Regions from separate parts of the Capsicum annuum genome. Here region 1 is linked to region 2. The links are chromatin contacts, called in public Hi-C maps. All regions are on one chromosome and are shown on one strand. The core of a region is the stretch at or near the end of the contact, and the rest is flanking DNA. Distances in the headings are between cores, read along the strand shown.

Region 1 (5,509 bases), core at 877-3,376, 91 kb after region 2:
CCTAGGTGCACTACCATTCATCTTAGGATGTACTATTAACTATATCCCAATTTCTGAAGGTATATACACATAATTTTTTTCAACGTTAATGGGTGCACGTGAACCCCCACTGATACATGTGGTTCCGCCTCTGTGAACACTCATCTACCACTTATAAACTCTAACAAAACAATATGACAATCGAGATATCAGAACGATAAGATTAAACCCTAACCTTTACAAAGAAATTCCTCAAAGCCCGATCAAACATTCATCTACCACTTGTATTAAGCAGAAAAACAATAGGTAAAAACATTACAGAAACTATAATAATTGAGATATTAAAACAATACCATTAAATCTAACATTAACACAAAAAATTCTTAAAAGTCCGATCAAACATCCATCTACAATAAACTTGAATAAAATATAAACTATAACAAAATAATATGATAATCAAGATATTAGAACAATTAAACCTAATCTTTTGTGATTATTACACGCCTCCTTCAAAGTTCATCCAAACAAATAATTATAAGAATATCTCTTCCATCAACATTATTTAAATATAATATAGTTTAGATAAAGTAATATTTTAAGTGAGTTAGAAGTATAAAATATTAAAATTTCGTAGGTGAGTAAAAAAGGAAACACTTAATAATAATATATTTTACTATTAATTTATAATGCACTTTTATTTACTATATCATTGTAAAATATCAATAAGTTAAATTTTTCTTGCAAATTTAAATTGAAATACTCGTAAATTCTAACTGCCTAAATTAAAATGACATTTTCCCTATCCTATATTTAAAAGAATTTCAAAGTGACGAAAGTTCTTATTTTTTTTAGTGTTAGTTTTTCTTATAAATTTAACTATATTACATAATTTAAATAAGGGAGGATTTATTACATAAAATTTAGTTAATTTAAAAGTTTTAAATATAAAAAAAATAGTGAAAAGACGATTTATCTATTGCGGAGTGTTTTAATGAAGGATAAAAAATTTAAATCACTTTTCTAAGGGGTCTTCACACTTTTAATATATTATATAGATATATAGATTATATAGATATATAGATAGATTATAGATATAGATTATAGTTTTAGAATATATTATAGATTATAGATGTCTTTAGGATCTTGAGTAAGAAAATTCCCCACCCGTAGTAGGGAGCGCGTTTATTTTAGTGAATTCTATGCGGTGCAAACTTAGATTAGTTAAATCGTGAATTTTAAATACCAAATAGTTATACAAAGAAACACCAATAATAAAAATCAGTCTGCATTTAATACTACTATATAAAAATAATAAATTTTAGATCTAATTCAACTCAAAAAAAGTAATCCAATGAACTGAAGATGTCCAATGATATAATAAGAAAACATCTTCCTTCGAACAATGTGGAATGTTTAGTACTAACAGATCTCATCGAGATCTATAAAACCTTGAAAGGCAGGATTCTTAATCAGAAGGAGAGAGCAGAATGTAGAATTCACTAGTTTTGATTCAAATTCGTGTGTTTGTCTTTAAAAAAAATTATTTAACACATAAATTAACTTAAAATTCAATAACTCAAACAAGCTTGACTTTAGAATACGTAAACTTCAATTCATGAATTAACCCAGTTGTTGAGAGAGTTGAAGTTGATGTTGCATTTAAATATGGATTACTACTGGTGATACTACAATGAAGTCGAACGGTATATGTATCTTAATTTTTAACTAAAAAATTTATATACTATTATTGTACTTCTATGTCTATGTCTTATTTATGATTTTCAATATTTAATTCCAGTAGGACACACTAAAAAGCTAGTGAATTGAGTGTGCGTATGTGACCACCATACCGCAAGCTTCGCTGGGTAAAGAGCAATTAGGACCCCACCCCCAACAAAAAAGCTCCCACCAAAAAGCTCTGAAAGGTTTTGGTGTCACTGTCTCTTGTATCTGAAAACCATCCATTTATCTTTCTGAGCAATCAATAATTAACATTTGCAATAAAAATAAAAAAAATAGAATAGATCTCGAATCCCTTTTTTAGATCTATTTGTTTTACGGATATCTTGGATTAGAATGTTTGACTGGAAACAGCACTACTAGATCATGCATTTATCACCATAGGCCCCAAATAAGCCCATCCTATTTGACAGAACCTATTGGAATTGAATTCTGGATAAGCTAGTTAGTTGATTGGTGGATAATATACTACTTGGCAATATTTCTGCCAATATTGAGAAAACGCCCTTTCTTTGCATCTAAGACTTGCTGTATGTTATGAATGTGAACAATTATGCTTGTCCATGGTCATCGCCCCCACTATCAATTATTTTATGACCACATTTAGACAGCATTTTTGTTGAAGTTGTATATTATTTCTGTAAGTTGAAAGTTGAATTTAAACCTAAATCTCTCTTGACAATTTTTGCAGGAACATACACAAAATACGTGCATCCGAACACTCACAAATGCCTATTATAGGCCCCAAGAAGTTTGTAAGGCGCTCCAAATAAGAAGTTTGTAAGGTGTCACTACAACTTGAATCGCTGTAGAGCCGTCTAAGAAAATGACTTAAAATAAAAAGAATTAAAGATTTGCCCATAAAATTCATTATTCACTTGAAATATTTTTATTTAATAGTAGTTGCAAATACTGAATGGCCAAACTAAAACACCATCTGCAAACGTTGAAGTATTACTTGTCATTGGGGGTGTACAGACCAAATCATCAAGTCAAACCAAACCAAATCGAAAAAAAAAATCGACTTATGGTTTGGTTTGGTTGGTTTGACATTTGAAAAAAAATCCGACCATTTTATTTGGTTTGGTGTTACCAAAAAAAAATCAACCCGAACCCAAATCAAACCGACATAATTAACACATATATATGTGTGTGTGTGTGAGTGTGTCTGTTTGTGTGTGTGTATGTATGTATATATGCATATATATAATTTAACTTTTTATACATAAAATATTAATTATAATCTACTTTTTAAATACTTTTTCAATTAGTTTTATTAATTTTAAATATTTAGAAGTAGGTGTGTGTGTGTGTATATATATATATATATATATATATATTTAGTTGTAATATTTGTCCATTAATTGCTAATAAAATGATTCAAAACCCAATATAAACTTAAAACCTAAACTTTTCACTCTTATCTTACTTTTTAGTTTCAGGAGAGTTTTTCGCTCCTCATTTTTTCATAATTGAGTTTTTTCATTAGCACATTAGTGAAAACATACTTGATCTAGTCTTCAATCACAATATAATTGTAAAAAATAAAGATTATAAAAAAATCGAGAAAATCCAAAAAAACCGAAAAAACCGACTAAAGCCTAAACCGAAAAAATCGAGTTTATGTTGATTTGATTTGGTTCATAGTTTTAATAAACCGATATAATTGTTTTGATTTTTATTCAATAAAAAACCAAACCAATCCGACCTATGTACACCCATACTTGTCATCACGGTTCGCAGCCGAGTAGATCCCGATCCTTCTTAGTATAAAACACTTGCCTTTAATTTACGTATTTAACAGCTCTAACAAACCCCGTATGGTGAAACATTTTCCTTGCTACCGACCAAACTTAGACAACGTACCCAATTGGCCTTGAGGATTTTTCACTTTTTTTTAGAAAATCATTTCAAATCAGTGAAGATTATAGTGTTTGGCCATAAGCATTCCAACATTTGAAATTGTATTTGAAATTCAATGAAATTGTTTTATCTATTTTCTCCTCAAATTCTCTCACAAAAAGTCGAAAAGAACTTCAATTTATTTTCATGGTCAAACACAACTTCAACTCTAAAATGTTTTAGTTTGCATGGCCAAACGCCTACTTAAATTGGAACATCTAGTTGTTAGACTACTATACGAGAATGTTAAGTCCTTAGTTTTGATGATTGACAATTATCACTTGGGAACTAGTCCCTTAAGATCTTGCGATGACTAAGCTGCAATGACTCAGGAACCTGGTTGAACGCATTCACGTCACTCTCAGTGGTCCAACAATACAACTGGAAATAGTACTATTATGCAGGAAGTTAGTAGGAAGGTTGTTGCACTCTTTGTCTCAACCAATGAGATTCATTCTAGGTTTTCTTGTCTCTTATATATGTTCATTCCAACAACAAGAAAGTCAAGCTTTCATATTCTCACAACAAAAAATTCTTGAAGCTCCTAGATTCAAAGCTCACTCGCAACAAGGGACCTGCTTGCTCGTTCATTATGTCTTTAAGTTCTTGTTGTAATTGAATCTTTTTTTTTTATGGTTGTAAACGTTGCCTGCTGCTTTTGTTCATTATTAGTAGGTGGTCAGTTTTCCAGTTCTTATTGACAAGAATGTCATCTAGAGTTAGGTGACTTAGAAGCTAGAGTTAGCTTATCGATTCAGTTAGAGGTAGCAGGGGTTGTTGTGCAATAGAGTTATGACATTGATTTCATTGTAATAGAATTATTACAAAGTGTTGAAGGATTAGGAGTTTAATCCTTGAAGTCATGGAATCTGTTTTCAAGGTTGCTTAAATATTAGTGGAGCTGTTTGAAAATCCCGAAGGCAGGTCATGATTTTTCTCCCTTGAGCAAGGAGTTTTCACGTAAAATTTGTTGGGTTTATTGCTTATTACTTTACCTATTTTTCTATTCAATCTCTAGTTGCATACAACAGTTTGGGACTAGGTCCCAAAGTAGAAGGCAAACTCGCATAGTTCTTTAATTAATATCAGAGTGGGTTCTTCCTAAAAGGTTAACACCTAGGAAGGATCTTCTAATATGGATGTTCCTTCTAATCTCGAAGAAGGCCAATCAACTACCAGGCCACCCAGGTTTAATGGACAATATTATGGGTGGTGGAAAACATGTATGCACAATTTTATTATGGCTGGAGATTGTGAGTTGTGGGACGTTATTGAAAATGGTCCATTTGTTCCCGCCAAGCCTATTAAAGATGGTGAGGATACCTATAATGTTCCCAAAAAGAGATAGGAATTCGATGATGTTGACATAAGAAAGATTGAGAAAAACTTTACAGCGAAGAAGTTTCTTGTGTGTGGAATAGGTCCTGATGAGTACAATAGGAGCTCAGCGTGTGAGACGACTAAAGAAATTTGGGATTGTTTGCAAACAGCGCACGAAAAAACTAGTCACGTGAAAGAGTCAAAGGTTGACATGTTGACTACCTAATACGAAATATTTAGCATGAAGAAAAGAGAGATAATCCAAGAAATGCACACTAGATTCACTACTATAACAAATGAGCTTCATTGTTTGGGTGAGGACATTCGACCCACTAAACACGTTTGCAAGGTGCTGAGTATTCTACCTAAGTCTTGGGAGAGCAAAGTTAATGCCATTACTGAAGCTAATGACATTAATACAATGATAATAGATGAGTTCATAAGTCATCTTAAGACCTATGAGCTCAAGAAACAATAAGACAAAGCCAGAGGTGAGCAGAAAAAAAGAAAAAGAATCTAGTGTTGAAGTCAACAAAGGAGGATTTCAGTGGTGATGATGAGGAAACAA
Region 2 (6,086 bases), core at 629-3,128:
ATTATATCACCCCTTGTTAATTATTACGGTTATCTAAGCATTATGCCACTTAAATTGAATAGTTGTATATAAGAGGGAGTTTTATGCTTAAGCAGGCAGCAGGTCGGCATGCCTGCTACAGCTGCTAGAACCGTATTTTTACTGTATCACCTTTAATTAATTATTATAAGTTATTTATGTATTAGAAAATTAATAATATTTAATACAAATAAATAAAACAAACATTTCTGACATGTCTGCTTCAATTGCTTTAACCGTAATTTTATCATATCACCCCTAATTAATTATTATAAGTCATCTAAATATTAAAAAATTAATAATCTTTAATAAAAAAGATGAAATAGACATAAAATAATAAATTAACTCTTGATGTTTTAAATTAACTCGACGTCTTATATGATGCTCACTTAGATTATTTTCACAAGTAATTTTTTATAGTTATTATGCTATATCACTTTTAATACATGTCAGCTTCGCGGCTCCAATCGTGATTTTACAATATCATCCCTAATTACTTATTATAGTTATTTAAGCATTAAAAAAAATTATATTATTAGTATCCTATATAAGAAGTCAAAATAAGTAGCTGAAGCAGGCTGCTCATGTTCGACATGTCTGCCTTAGCTGTTTCAATCGTGATTTTACTATATTACCCCTAAGTAATTATTATAAGTCATTTATGTATTAAAAAATTAATAATATTTAATAAAAAACTATAATAGATATTTATAACATGACTGTTTCAACTACTTCAATCGTAGTTTTACTAAATTATTCATAATTATTATAAGTCATTTAAGTATTAAAAAATTAATAATATTTAATAAAATAAAGTAAAATAGACGTAAAATGATAAATTAATTTTTGATATTTTAAATAACACGATGTCTTATATGGAGCCACTTAAAAAAAATTTACAAGTATTTTTTATAATAATTTTACTATGTCACTTCTAATTAGTAGAATAGAAAAAAAATATTATAAATCGCAATAATTAAGAACTTAAATTATTTTAAAAATATAATTGACTATCAATGTCACAAAAGTTCGAACAACTTAAAATATCGTTATGCAAATTTCATCAATCTAAATATAATATTACATGTCTAACTTAGAATTTATTAACCAAACAAATAAAATTTTTAATTAAATAATAGAATTATACATAACATAAAATTTTTGAAGGATCAATATTGGGCCATGCGTAGCACGGCGTAAGCTGGCTAGTAATCAACATTAATTTGAATTTATGCACACAAATCAAAAAAATAAAATAATTAGTAGTAGTACTGACATACATAAAAAGAAAAGAAAACCAATGTTGTTTTCCACAGGTAGTATATTCTTTTGGTTTAGATTTATTATCATGTCATGTAATTGGATTTTTGTACGGTTTAACATAAATATATAGGTAAAATTAGACAACTAAACATACAAATTACAAAATAAAAGTTACCTCTTATCATATATTTTAGGACTCCTAACTTTAAAAAAAAATTGTTACCATATATTTTAAAAGAATGATCTCATATATTATAGGAGTCAATAATATAAAATTTTTAAATATAATTCACAAAAAATAATAAAAAGACAATTTTATCTATTGTAGGATATTTTCATAAAAGACAAAAAGTTTAAATTACTTTTCTAAGAGTTTTTACACTTTTAATATTATATATATATATATATATATATATATTATATTTAATGATATTTTTAAAAAGTTCAATAGCATAGATAAATTATGATAAGTTTTACTATCCAGATGAGAGTGGAGAAAGAGAGAGAAGGACAAAAATGAAAAAGGGGATGAGGATTGAAGAATCTACACAACAGCGACAGCCCACGCTTTACTAGATCAGATTTCTCATCCAAATATGGACTACATGATCCTTATTATACTTGCAGGGACTGCTTGTGACAACCACATGCATGCGCATGCTATCGACTTCATCTCAATATTTTTAATATTAAAATTTTAAAAATTCAATGAATTTAATATTAACAATAATAGCATAGCCAATGCAAAGACTAAATTAAATTCATAGAAATTTAAAATTTGAATCCGTCTACGACCCAACCACTCGGAGGCACCGACGAAGTATATATCTAATATTTTATTGAGTATGAAGTATATTTTTACATAAAAATATTAAAAACTTGATAAATGTTAAATGTTGAATTTATAAATTTTAAAAATATTATTAATTTAGAACTAATAATAATTTAAAATTATTAAATTTAAATTTTAAATTCGCTTCTCTCCGCACAGATAACAACACATTCCAACTTACTCACACTATCCTCTCGTCATCCACTAGTTATGGTTCACCTGGGTTTACACTAGTTGTATCAACTTTCCCATTACTCCAATTTGCAAGTGTATGTCAACCAGCTATAGGATGGATATAGCTGCTGCAGTCGGATTCTTGGTTTGTCACATTAGAAAATGGAAAAAAATTACTTTAATCTGTTTTTCCCAATTATAAGAATGACTACTTATCACGTGCTTCTGGTTGAACCAAAAGAAAAAAAAAGCCTAATGTATGATCTATCAGTTGATGATGTAAAATATATTAACATAATTAAATTATTTAAAATATATTAACATAATTTAACAACAACAACAACAAACTCAGTGTATTCTCACATAGTGAGGTTTGGGAAGGGTAAGATATACGTAGTCCATACCACTACCTTCGGAGAAGTAGCAAGGCTGTTTCCGATAGACCCCCGGCTCAAGATAAGATAAGTAATTACAACCGTACAAAACGCATGGAACAAGATGGTAAGACATAAAAACGCTCCTACAATGGAAAGTAAACAAAGAATAGTAGGCACTCGTAATACAACATGCAACAAGGTAGCCTAACAAGAGTAACACACCAAACAGGTAATGCCCTAACCTACCTACCCTAATAGTCACTAGCCTTCTATCCTAATATGCATCCTCCAGCTCTTCCTATCTAGGGTCATGTCCTCAGTAAGCTGTAACTGCTCTATGTCCCGCCTAATCACCTCTCTCCAATATTTCTTTGGCCTACCCCTGCCCCGCTTGAAATCATCCAAAGCAAGCCTCTCACACCTACAAACTGGTGCATCTGTGCCCCTCCTCATCACGTGTCCGAACCATCTCAAACGGACCTCCTGCATCTTTTCCTCCACCGAAGCCACTCCAACCCTCTCCCGAATAGTCTCATTCCGAACCCTATTCCCCCTTGTAAGACCACACATCCAACGTAACATCCACATTTTCGTCACCTTCAATTTTTGAATATGAGAGTTCTTGACTGGCCAACACTCCGCTCCATACAACATGACCGGGCGGATTGCAACCCTGTAAAAAATATATTAACATAATAAAATTATTTAAAATATATTAACATAATTAAATTATTTAAATTATAATTATTCTTCTAGTAGTAGCTGGCAAATTTTGTAGAAAAAAAATTCACATATATTTTTCATCTGCTCAATATTGTAAAAGTTTTCCTAATATGAAAGTTGAACGATTGTGTATCATTTATGATATTGCTACACGTACTAATAACTCACATGAGTTATACCTGATTTTTGCCTACAGATGAACCAAGTTGTCTAACGTGTTCCAACAGAAGCACAGAAAATACACTAAATAATTAACACAAGAGTTTTACATGAAAAACACAGACTCACAAAAGGTATAACAAATCACGACCTATACCTCTACAAGATATAACCCCTACTTCACTAAACACAATGAGCCTCTCAACAAAATATTACAAACTCTGTGACCCAAGAAATTATAAACTCTAATTCCTAATGTTCAACAATCTCCCTAGATTATTGAAACCCACTTCAAACCCACTTAAAAATCAGATTACAAAACTCTAGCAATCCTAGGAACTAACTCTAATTCCTAAAAACACATAAACCTCCCAAGGTTTATGTTTTCAAGTCTTTGAGTTATTCCAACTCGAAGACTAACTCATAAATCAGTTTATAACACACTGACACTAAGAAAAAATTATAATTCAATAAACTTCCTAATACATATTAACTAGAAAAAGACTGTTAGACACATGGATGAAACAGGTTCTTCAATTTGGTTCACTATATTAGGCTGCACTTCGATAGCTAGGAAAAACTCTCTCAAATATTGTTCTTACTTATTTGTTCGTGTTCTCCCTTTTTTCTCTCTCAGTATTTGTGCATTAATTCATTTTGGGAGATCTCGAGTATTTATAACTCCAACCAAGCAGACTTCTAACTCCACAAGGACTTCCATGCTTCTTGGACTGTCTTCTTGAGTGTTGAAGTCAAACACTCAACACATGATGATCTCCTTATATTATCTTAAGTAACAAACTTTTATTTCTTTATTTTTGCACATCTGACTTTATCCACATAAATTCCTCTTTCAAGTTGAACTCTTTTAAAGCAGTTTTTCATAAATCAGCTAAGCTTACTTATTTTATGGCCTCTTGTCCATCATTAAAACTTCACAAGTCTTAACAAATTCTCTCTTTCTGATGATGACAAACTCAAGTCCTTGTGCATTCCATTTTGATATCAACATCTTGACCTGTGAACACTACGGAATAAAATACTTGAATGAAAACTCATGCTCTCGTGCATTTCATTTTTATATCATCATCTTGACCTGTGAAAACTAAAGTATGAAATACTTGAATGAGCCAAATTAGTAATTAGGTTATAAAATCTGCAAAACCCTTATCTTCCTACTTTTGGTATCATAAAAAATTATTTCCACCATGCGGATAGCAAAGAGTTATGGAATCTGTATAACGGAACAGGTAATAGAAACATGTTTCATGTACCTGATTCATCACTTTGTCGATCATTGAAATCTGTTAATCCTTTAAGAGCTCATACTTGATAAGGAATCTCATCTTCTTGGATTCTTGAGTCTGCATATTTGTGCTCCTTATATGGATATAGTTTGTTCAAGTTTGAAAGAACTCTTGCATAACAAGGACTCTCATCTTACTTGGATGCTTGAGTCTGTATATATTTTACTCACGTCTTGAATATTCTTGTACAAACTTTGTGGTCTTTTCTTCTCGAGATATTTTTATTTCAAAAAGTTCTTATACAAGTTAGACTTTTGTAACGACTTCAATTTTTAATGAATTATGTGAAATTTTTGTGTGAATTGACTATTTTATTCCTCTCTGTGGTTGTATTGTGGTATTTCTGGGTTGTCAGGATTATTGGCATGGTTCGTTATGCATTCTGATGTGATTTATATGATATTATGATTTTTGGTGGCTTGAGAAGCCTTATAGTTGACATCAGTGAACATCTTTTGATCTGTGCGTCGGATGACAGAACAGACTGTGCCAGTTGATCCAAAATGTCAATTTTAGAGTGTTAACATGGTTGGTGTGATTTTATGACTTTTAAATATCATTTTAACCCTCGATTTGGAAAGTTGTGATTTTGAGTTTCGGGGATCAATTTTGTGAAAATGATATTTTTTTCAAAAATCTGATATTGCCATTGAGTCTGAAGCATCGACTTTGATAGAGTAGCATATTTCATTTATGTTCACGAAATTCAAAATGAATTTCGAGGGGTCCGGGATACTTGGACCCTATCTACCCATGTTTTGCCATTCTTTTCTCCATTTTTGAGACTTGGAGCTTAGAATTTCATACTTTTTAGCAATTTTTTCATTTCTAAGCTTGGGTAAGCTTTTAATAACCTATTTCAACTACCATCTATTTCTTGTTTTAACATGGATTAAAGTGAAAATTAGAGATTTTGCCCCGAAAAGTTCAAAAATATATTTTTTCTTTGATTTAAAATCCGATTTTAATCTATTTTCACTTTGTAGTTTATAATATTATTATTATTATTTTTCTATCAATTTCATCTCCAAAACAACTTCAATTTTTGATTTTTTTAATGAATTTTGGGGATTTTATCTGGTAAAGCTTGAAATTGATTTTTCTTCAATTTGGACCTCATTTTAACTCATTTTCTCTTGAATTTTCAGCTATAGACTCCTAAAAATATGAAAAACATATTTTTAAAATAAAATGATAATTTTTTCCTTCTTTTTCAAAAATTTGTTTCGTGGT

The links. A called contact is a pair of places that touch in the nucleus more often than the background predicts.
Region 1: a Hi-C map of leaf shows a contact between it and region 2, with 1.8 times the contacts expected there. The contact joins two enhancer-like sites. A contact is called at or near these places in 2 of 5 Hi-C or Micro-C datasets (leaf and placenta).

Annotation. Positions count from the first base shown.
Region 1 is chr1:166,678,930-166,684,438 of UCD10Xv1.1, forward strand. It overlaps LOC107841216 (NEDD8-activating enzyme E1 catalytic subunit), which reads right to left. Exons shown (of 9, transcript XM_016685204.2): 9 at 1,557-1,929. The coding sequence ends at 1,795. Among protein-coding and RNA genes, the nearest start is that of LOC107841216, 37 kb to the right of the region's middle. Within about 2 kb of position 2,127, at least 5 of the 5 cell types and tissues checked have an H3K27ac peak or open chromatin away from gene starts, as enhancers often do. A contact at or near this core is called in leaf, where this site is marked.
Region 2 is chr1:166,588,398-166,594,483 of UCD10Xv1.1, forward strand. No RefSeq gene overlaps it. Among protein-coding and RNA genes, the nearest start is that of LOC107856860, 9.0 kb to the left of the region's middle. Within about 2 kb of position 1,879, at least 2 of the 5 cell types and tissues checked have an H3K27ac peak or open chromatin away from gene starts, as enhancers often do. A contact at or near this core is called in leaf, where this site is marked.